Regions from separate parts of the Mus musculus genome. Here region 1 is linked to region 2. A link is a contact called in public HiChIP or PLAC-seq data. All regions are on one chromosome and are shown on one strand. Each heading gives the region's core, a stretch centred on a gene start, on an enhancer-like site or on the middle of the called end of the contact. The rest is flanking DNA. Distances are from core to core; before and after follow the strand shown.

Region 1 (2,822 bases), core at 188-2,687, 350 kb before region 2:
TGCAGACAGCTAGAATCAAGCTTCCATTCACTTTGTAGAGCACAGTCTCAGAAGACAAAAAGAAAAAAAAAAAAACTATGACATCACTGTCTCCTCGTCTGTATTCCCATCCTTCCCACTTCCCACTTCCCCTTCCCTGCTTTCCCAGCGCGCCCACTGCTGGGGCATGTTAGGCTCAGGCGGTGGAGGCCTACTCCTGCAGTGGTTCATGGGATAAAGTTTCCTTAACTTCTTCAGTGGGCATCATTTTCTTTAGCATTAAAGAGAAGCAACTCTATTTATAGAGATAAAGGTGGACCGTTTAAAGGGATAGAAAGCAAAGCAATGCAAATAATACCTCTACAAAGATAGGGCTTTTCAATGTACATTAAACCCTTGGTATGCTGAGAAGGAAATTTAAAGTTATACTGAGTCAGTTTTCACACACAAGGTGATCTATTTTAGATCATTACTAGTTTTAAATTAATATAAAATCAAATGTGTCTATAAAAGATGAAATACTAACAGTTAAACATGATTATATAACTCAAAACCCTGGGAAGAGGGTATCAGAGTATAACAAACCGCATGAGGAAAATTCCAGTATTCAGACACTTATTCCAAGGAAAGGAAAATAGCTTTTCTAAAGCTTTATTATTAATCACTGAAAATTAGAGATTCCAACCAAGAAGCCAAAACTACAGAACATCAGTATTCAATAGCAGTGCGAGAGTCAGTCCTAGCACTGAAAGCATGCTTCTAGATGACTTCCCTGCCCTTCCCCAATAAGTATTGCTCTTACCCATGTCGTACTTGAAGCCAAACTTCCTGCTGTGTCCTAGGTTTATAGGTGTGAACCTGGGTAGGTCCATAATGTGTGTGTGTGTGTGTGTGTGTGTGTGTGCACACGCGTGTGCGCGCACGTGCATGGATGTGCACACCTGCAGGACAGAGTCTTTAAAATAATATCAAATATAACTGTTCATTTTAAGAATCAGCACCAGAAAATTTCCTATGTGGTATAACACATATTCACAGCTCCATAACCATTCTCCACAATTGACCAAGCTCAGTTCTGTGTTATGGCATTGATACAAACTAATGAGAGAACTAAATCCCCAGGGTCCATAATAAATCCCTAAGAGGAGAGGTGAAACACTCACAAGTCAAGGATTTGTAACTTCTAGACAAAAGCTAGAAGTACATATGGTTTCCCAAATGATAAGGGAATAAAAGGAAAAAGGAGCCTGTAAAACAGATGTAGTGGACTGAAAGCAAATATTTACTGAGTCAAAATGTCATTTTCTGTTATAGTCATATGGGCATGCATATACATTACAAAGGTAGGCAGGAAGCCTTGTCAATGTCAGAAACTGTCAGGCACAAGGTGATAAGCCATACGGGACAACAGATACCAGAGCCCAGCAAGCAGAGCAAAGGCAAAAATAAAAATTTAAACCAAACACGCATTGATTTGACTGTCACGGTTGATGGGGTTTGGCAGGCTCCCTGGCAGGGTCTGTTTTATATTGAGAAATAACAAACGTCTGCTTTCTCTGCCGACATGTTTGCAGTGAGGTGTAGGACACAGGAAAGACTAAGCAACATTTAATTGTTGCTCCGGCATTAGAATAAGCTGAAAAAGATCTGGGCAGAACACAGAGAGCAGCACATTAGGATTCTCTTGTGGCATCCTGGAAACCCAACAAAGGAAATGTTAACATGTTTTCCATTCTCTCAGCCGAAAGCATAATTCTCCAGTTTCCTGGATATACTAATTTCATAAAGAATAATTTAAGTGTTATATAGAACACACACAATCAAAAGGAAAAGACAGGCTGCAAAATCTTTCTTCCTTTTAATTGTTTATTCATTTTGATTGGGATTGGAAGGCCTTTAAAAAAAACAATAAATGCCTGGCAGCTATAAATAATTAAAATCTAGCAGAGCAATAATAATTACAAGAAAGAAAGTGTCCATCTTGATTATACACATTTCCGGTGAAAAGAATGGGAGAGACTACCACATACTGAACAGTCAGCTATGAAAGCAAAAACAGATAGTAATCATTATAGGGATATAAGGAAAACAGCTGCCATTCCAAGGTCAGAGGCATAATTTCTATAATTACCCACAACAGTCTTGTAGAAGTATATTCTTGTAACAAGATGAACAGTTTATTTCCAGGACTTAAAACAATGCAAAGACAGTTTGCACCAGGATGTGCCCTGTTCAGGTTGGTATCGTTTGGATAGTCAGTGAGTAAAAAAATATCACAGGTAAGAAACAGACTATTCAGAGCAAGTACGAGATCTGTAGTTTGCCTCATTTATTTAAAGTTAGTGTATGTTAATCACACAAAATAAAAATAACTAGTTTCATTGTGAACTATTCACGGCTTCACCTGCTGTCCTCTGATCACGGTCACCCCCATTACTATCTTTCCTCCCATACCATTACCATCTCTTACAGTCTTTCCTCCCATTACCATCTCTTACAGTCTTTCCTCCCATTACCATCTCTTACAGTCTTTCCTCCCATTACCATCTCTTACAGTCTTTCCTCCCATTACCATCTCTTACAGTCTTTCCTCCCATTACCATCTCTTACAGTCTTTCCTCCCATTACCATCTCTTACAGTCTTTCCTCCCATTACCATCTCTTACAGTCTTTCCTCCCATTACCATCTCTTACAGTCTTTCCTCCCATTACCATCTCTTACAGTCTTTCCTCCCATTACCATCTCTTACAGTCTTTCCTCCCATTACCATCTTTTAGTCTTTCCTCCCATTACCATCTCTTACAGTCTTTCCTCCCTAGCCTTCTTTCTGCTCTATAGCTGT
Region 2 (2,914 bases), core at 79-2,578:
TGCTCTGAAATTAACTACATGCAAGGAAAACACTTCAGTTTTCTTAGTGGGATATGACCAGTCATATACGGTATGACTTTTCAAAGGTCAAAACGCTTTTACACAGTTGGATGGAGTTTAAGGTGGAGGGGCAGAGATTTGTGTAAGGTTTCCTGTACACTGTTTCTCTGCCTTTCTTCACATTCCTTACTAACAGAAATCTTTTAAAGGAAGAGAATAGAGCAAAAGTTAGAGGAAGAAATTTGAACCCCTCTAACTAGTAGTCACTTGACGTGTATGTCAATTAAGCAAACAGAAAAGGGTAAAGAAATACTCCCTGTGCCAAACATTAGCATCCTATTATGTAAAATCTCCTGTTACAAATATATACCCAGTCTTTCACAGAAACATACAATTGTCTCAATTTGACCTGTTGAATAAAGAACAATTTGGAAAACCATGATGCTCCAACGTTTTGTAGTATAGACCCGTTTAACAGTGGACATCAAGTCTTTACACCTCTCCAAACTAGACATATTTTAGACATCTGTGTGAGCAATTCCATATTTCCTGAAAGCTTCCTTTCATCCATTGTGATTCCCTATACATAGTTCCGGTTAGTTACCTTTAGACACTTCACCAGATTCCTGCACGATCTGAAATTAGCAAAGTGTAAGACGCCATGAACTTAAACTGCACACAGAACCACACTTTAAAGAAGTCTCCCTTTTGCAGAGTTTTTAAAAAGCAGCAGTTCAATACCTCGATGCATTTTTCTGTGGGCACTGGATAAACCATGTCTCTGCTTGCATTATCAAGCCACCGGCTTAATTTGTATTAACTCTAAAATCACTACCCAGGAAAGAACGCCAGCCTACACATGCACCAGATTGCTCCCAGATTGTTTTTGCAAAAGCGTAGATGGTTCACGTTAGTTTACAGCAAAAGCATTCTACAGGAGTGGGAGCTGATGCTCCCCAAAAGGAAAAAAAAAATCTGTACAAGTAAAACACACTTACTGTTTCGATCCAGTCCAGTGCTACTGAAATGCCTGCCTCCATTCCTGGCTTGATTCAGGGTGCTGTTGCTGCTGGGGTGTGCCGGGACAGGTTTAACCACATGTGAATAAAGGATTTCTGTGGCATCATTTTTAAAAGCCAAACAGTTTCTCATCAGGATGCAGAGCAGGGGAATGAGAGAGAGATGAATGGCAGGAGGAAGCATGATGAGTGGAGGATTTGCTGGGCTGAGGAGCCGCTAATTCTTTCCCCCTTGCTTCTGCACTGTGGACTGTGGAATCCCTTCCCAAGGTTCCCTTTATATAGCCAGAGGCTTGGCGTTCATTCAGGTGTAAAGTTGTGTAGGGCTTCGGAGTGAAAACACAGAGAAGGGGTGGGATCCCTACTTGACCCTGCAAAAGAATTTTACCAATGGAGAAGACGGGCTGCAGAAGAGGAGGGGCTTGCTACACAAATTGCCTGCGATTTCAGAGTTGGGCTTTACTGGTCTACGAGCTGAAGCAGGCAAGGCACAGCCCTGTCACAACTGCTACCACTTGCTCCTCAGCCAGGTCCTCTCCGGAGCCTAGGTTCATGGTCAAGTTTAATGGAAGGAAAAGTAGGTTGCTGTTCACATAAAGAGACAGAGTTTATTTTATTTTTCACACTTTTGTTCTCTATTCCCCTCAGATTAAAGAAAATTTGGGGCCTGAAGGGGCTTCTTCCCCAAAAGTTAGAAGAAGCCATATGAGTTTTTGAGTAGTGTCAGACTTGAGTAAAAGATCTATTTAGTTAAATATGTTTTGTCTCTTAAGAAGAAAACCTTTTTCCCCTCTCTTTTCTCATAAAGAGGAAGACACAGAGCTAAAACCTGCCCTCTGGACACACTTAAGTAATGCTGCTTTGATCTGCAGGAGCAACTGTCCTGCTAGGTAAATTACTGCCAGCGGTCCTGGTACTGCCAGCGGTCCTGAGTGTGTGTGTTGGGGGGTTGGGGGGTGTAATGAGCAGAACTCTGTCTGAATTAAATTAACTCATATCAGTTTTCATCTTAAAATATGTCAGCAAGGTTTAGCATTCTGCATGTCTCTTGCCCAAAAGAAAACCATTTTCTATTTATTACCCTTTACCAATTCAAAATATTTCTAGATTGTTCATATACTGCAGGTCCTGAGTTATATTTGTATTTGTCAAACATTGGTTTTGGTAACTTCCTTTGAGTCTGCTGCCTAAGTAAGTGCTGTCACCGTCTGGGCTGCTTTATTTCCATCTGACAGAGCTACTCCATGGGTTCTTTAACTCTGAAAACAAAGGGTCTAGCAGTATGAGTCAGCATGGAAGGGCACCTGCAGCCAAGCTTGGCAATCCTGAGTTCAGCATCGGAACCCACATAACAGAAGGAGAGTGGCCTCTGGGACTTTGTCCTCTAGCCCTCACATGTGTGCTGTGGCATGAGTATAGAAGCCTAAGATAAAGAAATGATTTTAAAAGAAAAGCAGGTTTCATCGGATCTATTAAGCATCTTGACTGGGACAACTTTCAAATTGCCTGTTCAATGATAAATCCAATTTTAATGGTCAGTGTGGCTGTTAGAAAAATGTCTTAGTATTTTGTATCTCTCTCCTTTATAAGTTCTTGTCCATTATAACTGCTATCCACCACCACCTCTCCTTCCTTCTTCCTTAACTGTACATATCAACAGTGGCACCTACTGACATTTTGGAACCAGCAGTTCCTTATTATATAGGCACTTCTATGCATCTTTACTACTGTCCTTGGCTTCTACCCAGTAGCTGTCTGCTGTAAGGAAAAATTCTGCTACTGCCAAATTTCTCCCGGCGTGTCAAAACCGTCCCTGATTAAGAACTAACAATGTTCTGCTTATTATTATAAAAAGAAAGTAAGCATACGAATAGAAGACTAGAATAGAAGACTAA

What was found. HiChIP or PLAC-seq counts read pairs in DNA pulled down with a chosen protein or histone mark.
Region 1: a contact with region 2 is called in an H3K4me3 HiChIP or PLAC-seq map of craniofacial prominence, with 6 times the contacts expected there. The contact joins the enhancer-like site here to the promoter of Sostdc1 in region 2. A contact is called at or near these places in 17 of 39 promoter capture datasets (the 3T3-L1 cell line, 3T3-L1-derived adipocytes, the C10 cell line and 11 more), 1 of 15 datasets of contacts at CTCF or cohesin (pro-B cells), 6 of 484 Hi-C or Micro-C datasets (the G1E-ER4 cell line, cortical neurons, cranial neural crest and 3 more), 5 of 115 datasets of contacts at active chromatin or transcription factors (VIP interneurons, astrocytes, craniofacial prominence and 2 more) and 3 of 9 other capture datasets (adipose tissue, embryonic stem cells and liver).

What each region holds. Positions count from the first base shown.
Region 1 is chr12:36,665,601-36,668,422 of GRCm38.p6, reverse strand. All of the region lies in intron 9 of Crppa (CDP-L-ribitol pyrophosphorylase A), which reads right to left. Among named protein-coding and RNA genes, the nearest start is that of Mir5099, 150 kb to the left of the region's middle. Within about 2 kb of position 1,437, at least 8 of the 459 cell types and tissues checked have an H3K27ac peak or open chromatin away from gene starts, as enhancers often do. A contact at or near this core is called in craniofacial prominence and second pharyngeal arch cranial neural crest, where this site is marked.
Region 2 is chr12:36,312,583-36,315,496 of GRCm38.p6, reverse strand. Sostdc1 (sclerostin domain containing 1) reads right to left here and starts at 1,328. Exons shown (of 2, transcript NM_025312.3): 1 at 999-1,328. The coding sequence starts at 1,203.